Regions from separate parts of the Sus scrofa genome. Here region 2 is linked to region 1. A link is a contact called in public HiChIP or PLAC-seq data. All regions are on one chromosome and are shown on one strand. The core of a region is the stretch at or near the end of the contact, and the rest is flanking DNA. Distances in the headings are between cores, read along the strand shown. Region 1 holds the start of MCEMP1 (mast cell-expressed membrane protein 1). Region 2 holds the start of STXBP2 (syntaxin-binding protein 2).

Evidence for each region. HiChIP or PLAC-seq counts read pairs in DNA pulled down with a chosen protein or histone mark.
Region 2: a contact with region 1 is called in an H3K27ac HiChIP or PLAC-seq map of alveolar macrophages, with 7 times the contacts expected there. The contact joins the promoter of STXBP2 here to the promoter of MCEMP1 in region 1. A contact is called at or near these places in 2 of 5 promoter capture datasets (fetal liver and liver), 17 of 47 Hi-C or Micro-C datasets (alveolar macrophages, blood, brain and 8 more) and 1 of 2 datasets of contacts at active chromatin or transcription factors (alveolar macrophages).

What each region holds. Positions count from the first base shown.
Region 1 is chr2:71,474,208-71,479,207 of Sscrofa11.1, forward strand. MCEMP1 (mast cell-expressed membrane protein 1) reads right to left here and starts at 1,919. Exons shown (of 7, transcript XM_021083917.1): 1 at 1,761-1,919; 2 at 1,379-1,563; 3 at 725-853; 4 at 518-568; 5 at 297-443. The coding sequence starts at 1,478. The region is part of intron 1 of PCP2 (Purkinje cell protein 2 homolog); the gene reads left to right.
Region 2 is chr2:71,511,745-71,517,117 of Sscrofa11.1, forward strand. It overlaps STXBP2 (syntaxin-binding protein 2), which reads right to left and starts at 1,702. Exons shown (of 19, transcript XM_003123150.6): 1 at 1,607-1,702; 2 at 227-276. The coding sequence starts at 1,643. All of the region lies in intron 1 of PCP2 (Purkinje cell protein 2 homolog), which reads left to right.

The DNA.
Region 1 (5,000 bases), core at 669-3,168:
GGACACATGTGGGTACATTCTCTGAACGCCCTTGGTGGGGCTTTAGCACCTTTATTAGAAACCCCCTCCCTTCCTGACCCCCAATCTGGGTTGCCACAGAATGTGTGTACTTGGGGTTCCCAGCAGCATTTCTATACTCCCTGAGTGACTTGGAGGGTGACATCCATCACCCCTAAACTCTGTGCTCTGGGAGGACGGTCCCCCTGCTGTCCCCTCCTTTGACCCCCCCCCGCCCAGCACCCAGCCCAACCCTGGGCATGGAGACAGATTTGCCCAGTGAAGGTCTGTAAGGGCACCTGTTGGCAGTGTCCTCAGTTTCAGGTTCCCCTCCTGGACCTTGTTCTTGACCGTTTCAATGAGCTCCTTGTTCGAGTTGATCCTCTCCTTGATGGTGCTCCAGCCTGCCTTCTGCTCTTTCTGGCACTCTTGCACCGAAATGGAGACTGAAGGTGCGGATCAGGGAGGTCTGTGTCACCATTGCCCCCCACCCCACCCCTCACCCCGGGCCTCCTCTCACCATTCCAGATCTCCCTTTTCAAGACCAGCAGCTCCTGGGACAGCTCGGAATCTGTTCGGGATGGGGAGGTGGAGCAAGAAGAACTTTGAATCGCCTCAGTTCTGCCATTGGGAGCAGCACTGGGCCTCCCTGGCCCCTGGGGACCCCCTCTATGCTGCCCCAGACCCTTTCCTCGCCACCAAAAAGCAAAACCAAACCCCCACTCACTCTTCATCAGGACCAAGGCCAAGAGGACAACGCAGGACAGGGCAAGGAGAATGTGTAGGCTCATCATGGCTCTGTGCAACCAGTGGGAGAACTGGGCAGGGTCTGAGGATGGCCTGGACCGGACTGGGACTGGGGCAGAGGCAGGACAGGTTACCTCCAGGGCCCAACACGGCCACTCAGACCACCACCGAGAGCTCTGTCGTCCACACCCACTGGTCCCAGTACTAAAAATTGCTGGGGCCATCCATAACACTGCCACCAACATGCAACCTAGCCAGTGCCCCCTGCAAACGTCCCCAGTAGTCACCATTATGCTCCCTTTATCATCCTTGTCACCAACAGCCACCGACATCAGTGCCTGATGTTGCCAGCATTGTCCCATCACCAGACCTCATCAGCTCCGTCTAGGTGATTCCTTCCTGATCCACTCCATGGTCACCTAGACACCATCACCGTCACCCAGACCTTCACCAACACTTCCATGAGGACAATCACACCACGGTCATCATCACCAGCTACAAAGCTACCCCCTACCACTGTCACACACAAGCCTTGACATCACCACAGCCATTGACCTTGACCTCCACATGCTGCCCTATGTCCCTGAAGCCCCTCCCAAGGCTGTGTGATGTGCCCTGGCAGGCAGCTACTTACCCTTATTCTTGGGCGGTGAATGACTGCTTTTTGACTGATCCCGGTTTCTGAAGGTCAAGGTGATATTCTCATAGGCAGGGTCATTTGCACCTGTGGGCATGTCGGTGGGAGGGGTTGTGGAAACCTGGTGGGAGCTCTGGGGCAGAGATAGGTTTGGTTCACCAAACCCTGTGAGCAGCAAATTTCTGGGGGTAAAGAGAAGGAGTGGAGAAGGAAAAATCTTCATCTTGAGTAAGTGGAGAGGATGCGTGTGAACATTTGGGTGATACATAGAAACACGCATGTTTTGCGTGGGGGAGGGAACCCTCTGGCCCCCACTTTCGGCCCTTGACCTCTCCCTCTTGACCTCTCCCCACCGCCCCCGGCCCCCGAGGTGCCTAACCTTCTTTACAGGCTGGGGGCCCCTTTTTCTTGTCTTTGAAGGCTGCCGCCTGCATCTTGAGCTCCTGGTTCATGTAGATTTCCTCAGTCTCCATGGTCCCCAGCCTGCTGGTTTGTCTGTGCACATCCCCACCCACCGGAAAGTGTCTGGGCAGATGAGGAAATCTCTGCATTACGGAGGAGGAAAGGAAGGAGGGGTCATCCTCTTTTCAGGGATCCAGGACCCTCCCACTCTGGGGCATCCTTACCCCAACCCTGGCTCAAGAAGGGTCTTAGGAGACTAGAGTGTCACAGAGGATGAAGAAGAGATGCCCATAGACCTGGAAATGGAATAGAGTGGTCGGGAACCTGGGGGGGGGGAGGTGCTCACTAACGCTATGGTGGTCACCTATCGTAATGCATAAATGTGTTAAATCAACACATTGTGCATTGTAAACTCACACAATGTCACCGGTCAATTATACTCAATGAAAATAATTTTTTTTAAAGGATGGGAACTTTACAGGAAGCTCTTTGTGTCTGTCTGTCTACCTAGATGAACCTCATCCTCCTGTCTCCCATTGCTCTCAGGGGAGATATGTGGCACCCCCAGAGTCCCACTTTTAGGGGCAGGAGTATCCAGCCTTGGAGTTAGGATTCCTAGGTCCCAACACCTTTCTTTGCTCTGTCCCAGTCCCACCATTCGGCTCCACCCTAAGAAGTTCTGCTTCTTCAAGGCCCTTTGGAGGAAGGGAACGGATATGAGGCAATGGTGCTCACCACTGGAACGCCACACCCACATCTGGGACTATGGCCAGACTTCATCTTGACCTAACCCCAGAAGTAGTTTCCCCCTCCACCTGCAGACCCCTGGAGAAACACTCAAGAACACACACTCATCCACACATCTGCTCACCTGCCCTGACCCCCCCCAACACACACACACAAACACATGCACATGCACACACCCCTAAATACACCTAGTCACACATCTACTCACGCGTATGCATGGCACGCTCATTTGCATGCTTATACATATTCATGAACTCACACTGTCCTCTGGCTAGGTGTCTTAAAGCTCTCTTTGAGCCCATCTGACCTTAAAAGCTGAGGATTAAAATGAGACAAAGTAGCAGTTCCCATCACGGCTTAGTGGAAATGAATCTGACTAGTATCCATGAGGACACAGGTTTGATCCCTGGCCTCACTCAGTGGGTTAAGAATCCAGCGTTGCGTTAGCTGTGGTGTAGATTGCCAATGAAGCTTAGATCCTGCTTTGCTGTGGCTGTGGCATAGGCCAGCAGCTGCAGCTCCAGTTCAACCCCTAGCCTGGGAACTTCCATATGCCAAGGGTGCAACCCTAGAAAGAAAAAAAAAAGACAAAGTATATAGGGAATTTTCTCTTTAGGTCTAGAGGAGTGGCTTCCTATAGAAATATAATGTAAAACATGTAGGTTTGCGGGCAAGGTTTTTTAAAATTGAAGTATCATTGATTTACAATATTTATATTAGTTTCAGGTGCACAACATAGTGATTCAATTTTTTTTATTGTTATTTCCCCCAACACAGTTTTTTTCCACTGTACAGCATGGGGTGATTCAATATTTTTAGGTTATACTCAAAGTTATTACAGGAGTTCATGCAGTGGATTAAAGATCCAACTGCAGTGGCTCAGGTCGCTGCGGAGTTGTGGGTTGCAGCCCCCGCCCAAGAACTTCCATATGCTACTGGTGTGGACATGAAATTAAAAAATTAAAGTTATTACAAAGTAATTGCTATGTTTCTCTGTGCTGCACAATGTATCCTTGTTGCTTATCTATTTTATACATAGTATTTTGTACCTCTTGATCTCTTCCCCTTATATTACCTCTTCCACCTTCTTCTCCCCACTGGTAACCACAAGTTTGTTCTCTACATCTGTGAATCTGTTTCTGTTTGGTTGATTATATTCATTCTGTTTTTTAGATTCTACATGCAATTGATAACACACAGTATTTGCCTTTCTCTGACTTATCTCACTAAGCCCTCCAACTGCATTCATGTTGTTGCAGGTGGCAAAGTTTTGTTCTTTTTTATGGCTGTGTAATATTCCGTTGTATATATATACCACGTCTTCCTTATCCATTTATCTGTTGATGGACACTTGGGTTGCTTCCATAATATCTTAGCTATTGTAAACAAGGCTGCTGTGAACTTGGGGTACATTTATCTTTTCAAATTAATGTTTTCATTTTTTTGAATATATACCCAGGAGTGGAATTTCTGAATCATGTTTTGGTTCTATTTTTAGGTTTTGTTGAAGAACCTCCATACTGTTTTGCATTGTGGCTGGACCAATTTACATTCCTCAACATTGTACAAGGGTTCCTTTTTTTCCACATTCTTGCCAACATTTGCTATTTGTAGGTTTTTTGACCATAGCCATCCTAAGTTGAGGTGATACTTCATTGTGGCTTTAATTCACATTTATCCAGTAATTAGTGATGTTGAGAATCTTTTTATGTGCCTGCTTGCCATCTGTATGTCTTCTTTGGTTAGATGTCTATTTAGGTCTTCTGCTCATTTTTTAATTGGGTTGTTTGTGAACGATGTGTTTATTGAGATATTTTACATTTTTTGGTACTAGGTCTTCAAAATCAAATGCATATTTACACTTAAGTCACATTTCATTTTGGACTGGCTACATTTCACTGCAACATTGGACTCCTCTAGAATATCAAAGTTTTCTCCTGTTACCAAATTCATGTTCAGCCTCTTGCTTGCTACTCAAAAGCTGATACTCAAGAGACAAGCATTGGTTGGAAAGGAAAATTTGCTTTATTCAGGAAGCCAGAAACCTGGGGAGAAGACAGATTCACATCCAAAAGTCAACTCCCAGCTGCTGACCAGGGGGCAAAAGCTTTAAAAAAGGAGTTTCAGGAATTCCCATTGTGGTGCAGAGGAAACGAATCCAACTAGTAACCATGAGGTTGCAGGTTCCATCCCTGGCCTCACTCAGTGGGTTAAGGATCTGGCATTTCTATGAGCTATGGTGTAGGTTGCAGACAAGGCTCTGATCCTGCCTTGCTGCAGCTGAAGGTCCGATTAAACCCCTAGCCTGGGAACCTCCATATGCCATGGGTGCAGCCCTAAAAGGCAAAAAAATAAAAATAAAAAAGGAGTTTCAAGGGTGTTTGGTGGAGGGAGGGGGCTATGTGCAGAATAGCACAGTCGGATCCGACAGTCATCTTGAAAAAATTGATCATGCAGTGATCAGATCAGT
Region 2 (5,373 bases), core at 452-2,951, 37 kb after region 1:
TCTTGAGGAGGAGCTGGAGTGGTGGACAGGCCTGACAGCTTCAAGAGCCGGTTGAACAGGAGGACCCAGGACCCCATTCCCCACATGACTCTATCCCAGATCTGCCCATCTGATCCCATCTCTGTGGACTAGCAGCCTCCTCAGGGAGCTGGAGGGAACCCCACATTCAGGGCCTGCCCCCCGTCCCCACCATGGGTTTGGACAAGGCATTCTGTCTTGCTCCTACCTTCCACTCCCCATCCTTCTTGACGCTCCGAATGACTCCACTCAAAATTTCTGCAGGGAAGTGAGGGCCAGGCTCAGAATGCTGGGTCCTCTGGGCCCACCACACCACAAAACCTTTTGGGTCCGGGGCAGCACCTCCATCTGAACTCCCAGTAACTTCTCCCCCTAGTCCTGTGAGGTAGTTCCTGGTCACCCTCGATTTATAGACAAGGACATTGACTTTCAGAGAGAAGTTAAGTTGCCTAAGCACCCTGGGCATCTAAGTGGCCAAATGCCTACAGCATAAGTAGCCACTGGATAAATGCTTTTAGATAAACAAATAACTGGAAAGCCAGGACTCACATAACAGGTCTACCTGCCTCCAGAGCTGGCCTCAGCTATTTGAGAGAACTCTTGCTATTTGAGTTCTCTTGGTGAGATTTCAGCCACGCCCTCATTCCACCTCCATCAGTTTCCCCTGAACCAGAACTCAGGATCCCTAGATCCTTGCTCTGAGGCGTGCCTGGCTGTGGTCATCCCATTACTCAACTTCCAGCCTCAGTTGTCTCATCTGTAAAATGGAAGCAGTGGCTTTCCTGCCTCCCCTTTAACCCCTGTATAAGAAGCTCCTTTTTCAGTTGGGTTGCTGGGCGTTTGAGCCACACTCCGCGCTGCCTAGTGAAGGGAGTGGGTAGAAGGGACAGGGCAGCTCCGCCCAGCAAGACTGTCATGTACAGTGTTATCAAGGCAGCCTGGGCCAGGGCGGAAGGAGCTGCTGAGGCCGGAACTACCGGAGGTGGGGGAGGGAGCGACCTCCACCCCTCCTCCAAGAACCCGGCCCGCGAGGCCTGGACGCCTGGGTACCTCTCCCCCCTCCCCCCGCCCCGCCGCTGCATGGAGCTCCTGGGGACTGGAGAAGGAGGAAGGCGTCCCCTACTCTTGGACCTGGATAGGGGCCTGGACACGCCCCCTGGGCACTCTCACCACCTGGGGTCACGCATCAGCACACCCAGCCCGGCCCCAGTCCGCATCACGGGGCCTCAGGGGTCCAGCCTGTCGGACTTTGCCTGACTCAGAGACCCTGGTCTCTGGATGTCTAGCTGTGCCATAACCCCTCGCTGTCATCCCAGCGGGTCCCGGAGTCCAGGCTTGGCACCTGGCTGCGCCCCGCTTAGTCTGATCCCCTTGGGTTCGCGGAGTCCAGTCGCCCAACTTTGTTCCGCTCTCTCACGGTAGAGTTGGGACGTCCAGCTAAGGCCAAGTCCCCGCCCGCCCCTTCGAAGGTCCTGTGCTCGACGCCCAGACTGGCCCCCGACTCCCCACCGCCTGGGTCCCAAGGTCCGTGCGCCCCCAGCCCCCGCCCCCAGGGGACGCAAGAGCCCGTCCCCGGAGCGGCACTCACTTTCCCCCACCACCGCCTTCAGCCCCGAGGGCGCCATCTTCCCCTAGGGGCGCCGCCGCTTCCGGGTCTGTCCCAAGGTGGGGGCGTGGCCCTTCGCGTCATCCACGTGGACCCCGCCCAGCGGGACCTGGCCCCGCCCCTGCGCACCTGGCCCCGCCCCGCCGTCTGTTCTCGGAGAGAAAGAAGGGTTCTTCGCGGAACTAGTCCACGGATGTGTCCACTTAGACGTGCACCTAGTCCCTGAAGGGGCATATCCCGAGGACACGCTCACAGACGTGAGCTCAGACACACTTCCCTCGCTTGTGTCCAGCGGGAAAGTGGGATTGCAAGGCAAAAATCCCTTAATCTTCCCCAGGCAGAGCTCCACTCTGCCAGAAGTTTCTCTGTGTCTCAAGGATACTGTGTGCCCACCCAGAGCCGCGGGGCCACTGTGAGTCACTTCTGTACCCGAGTTTAGCAGCAATAGCGGGCTTGGGCAACAACTGATGAAACTGGAGAGGAGGCTTGTAGCAATAGCTGGAGCTAAGCCAGCGCCTACTGTGTGCTAGGGACTGGTGCCAGATTCTCCATGGATCCTGACAGGAGGAGGATAGACAATGAAACCACGGCTCAGACCCTTGTTGAAGGCCACGTGAGGAGTAGGCCTATTGCAATGGGAAACACCAGTCTGTCCCAGGAAGTATGCTTGTCACAATCTTGCTGATACACACAGGGATTCAGTGGCATGTTCAACTGCTTGCACACTCACACACACCTCAATTCACACTCAACTCCAAATTTCAGGGCCTGCGCCTGCTGTGCACCAGCTAAGGGCTGACACCTTGTTAGGCAGAGGGCACAGTCCAACAGCACCCAGACAAATGGGGTCCTGGATTTAAAGTGTGACACATCGTGTAAATAAAGACTCCTGAACTGGTTCAGTTCCAGATCAGTGCTTTTATCTGATCATGTTTAAGAGTCAACCAGGTGCTGGGCCCTCTGCCACTTACATGGGACAGGTGTAGAGTCCCAGCAGTGAATAAGATCAGAAAGGCTGGAGTTTCCATCATGGCACAGTGGAAATGAATCCGACTAGGAACCACAAGGTTTCGGGTTCAATCCCTGGCCTCGCTCACTGGGTTAAGGATCTGGCATTGCCATGAGCTGTGGTTAGGTCACACACAGGGCTCAAATCCTGTGTTGCTGTGACTCTGGTGTAGGCCGGCAGCTGTAGTTCTGATTGGACCCCTAGCCTGGGAACCTCCATATACTGTGAGTGCAGCCATAAAAAGCAAAAAAGGAAAAAAAAAATCAGAAAGCCTGCCAGGTGGCACTTAAAGTTGAACAGAGCCCATTGACAGAGAAGTGGATAAAAAAAGATGTGGTACATATACACGTTAGAATATTACTCAGACATTAAAAGGAAAGAAATAATGGCATTTGCAGCAACATGGATGGACCCAAAAATTATCATGCCAAGTGAAGTTAGTGAGACACTAGTGTCATATGCTATCACTTACATGTGGAATCTAAAAAAGGACACAGTGAACTTCTTTTCATAACAGATACTGGCTCACAGACTTTGAAAAACTTAGTTTCCAAAGGAGACACGTTGGGGGTGACAGGATGGGCTGGGGGTTTGGGATGGAAATGCTATAAAATTGGGTTGCGATGATTGTTGTACAACTATAAATGCAACAAAATCCATTGAGTTAAAAAGTTGAACAGAGGAAGAGCAGGAGACAGAAAACAATCAATTATGCCTTCAGGAAATAAACAGTGACAAGATAACAAGTGCCAAGGGTTGGGGAATGCTTAATTTAGGTGGTGCCAGAGGGCTACCCTGAGGGGGTGGCTTTTAAGCATAACCCTGAAGGACATCAAGAAGTAACCATGCAGAGAGCAGTGGCTGGAATGAGGTGAGAGTGGGGTTGAGAGTTCCCTTAAAGGAAGTGAGGTTGGAGGGGCTGCAGAGGCCAGATTTGTTTCTTTTTCACCTTCTCTTTCTCTCCCTCACTCCCTCTCTCCCTTCCTTCCTTTCTTTTTTAAATGGCTGCACCAGCAGCAACACTGGATCCTTTAATGCACTGTGCCAGGCTGGGGATTGAACCCTCACCTCCGCAGCGACCAGAACCACTGCATTCAGATTCTTAACCCATTGTGCCACAATGAGAACCCCCTCTTCCTCTTTCTTTCATAGCTTTATTGAGATATAATTCACATACCATACAATTCGCCCACTGAGAGTGTACCATTGGATGGCTTTTAGTATATTTACAGTCGTGCATCCATTACATCAATTTTTAGAACATTCCCATCACCCCCGGGTGTTTGGGTTTTCTCCTGAGGACAATGGGGTCAAGGGAGAATTCTGAGCAGGGGAAGGAGGGGAGCCCTGCAGCTCCTGGGAGGAAGGATGGGTTGCAGGGGCAAAGCAAGGAGCTAGGAGACCCCCAAGGAAGCCAGGATCCTCTCTAACTCCTCAGCCTGCCCCCTGGTGGTGAGAATCTAGGTTCCGCCACCCCAAACTCTACTCAGTGAAGGGGACCAGGGTCTTCTGCTGTAATGGGCTCGAGGGTGTGTTGCCCACCCTGGGGTTGGGGGGAACAACTATGTTGAAGTTCTAACCCTCAGTACCTTAGAACGTGCCCTTCTCTGGAAATAGGGTTGTTGCAGTGCAATTAGTAAAGATGAGGTCGCGCTGTAGCAGGGCAAGTCCCTGATACAATGTGACTGGTACCTATATCTTCGGACAGCCATGTGAGGACATGGACAAAAAAGGGCCATGTGCGATAACAGAAGCAGAGACTGAAGGGCCGCAGCTACAAGCCAAGCCACACCAAGGGCTGCTGGCAGCCACTGGAACCCAGAGAGACAGGGAAGGATCCTCCCTCTATGTGCTGCAGGAGCAGAGCCCTGCCAACACCTCGACTTCAGACCTCTGGCCTCCAGAACTGTCTGGCGATAAATGTCTGTTGCTCTAAGCTACCCTGCTTGTTGAGGCAGCCCAGGAAACTAATGTGTCCATGGAGGAGCAGGACATCACGTTGCCATTGGCATCTTGGGGCTGTGGAGAGGGTGTGAATGTGGGCTCTGCATGGCAGAGGGCTGGCTGGGGAGGAGGACAAGCTTCTTCACTTGGGCAGAGGTGGTGACTGTGTGACCCATGTTTCCTGAGAAGGAACTTCAGCAGGCTTCCAGAAAGGCATCTTGAGGAGGGCATGGGGGGCAGATGGAGTCTTCCCAGCAGCAACCTCTCTGGGGGCACCAGGGGCTTTTCCCCTTGCCTACTGTCCCCAGGTTGGGCTGGGGTGACAGGTCAGGAAGACAGAGCAACCTGGAATTGGTGGGGGGAAGTTAGGGGCTCCCGGACCTTCCTGTCTTGGGGCCTGGGGGTGGGGATGAGACAACTAGACCCCTTTTGGGTCCCTGGTCCCAGCTTCCTCTTCTCCCACCACCTGCAGGTGGCAACTGCCTTTGCAGCAGATAAGGTGGGCCGCAGACCTCACCTGAGCTGCCCTGTTGGGTTCGCTTTTTTTTTTTTTTGTCTTTTTAGGGCAGCACCTGCAGCACATGGAAGTTCCCAGGCTAGGGGTTGAATCGGAGCTGCAGCTCCGGCCACAGCCACAGCCACAGCCATTCTAGATCCAAGCCACATCGGCAACCTACCTTGCAGCTTGCAGCAATGCTGAATCCTTAACCCTGAGCAAGGTAAGGGATTGAACACAAATCCTCATGAGCCACAAAGGGAACTCTTCAGCCTGTCCTCTCCAGATAGGGCCCAGCCA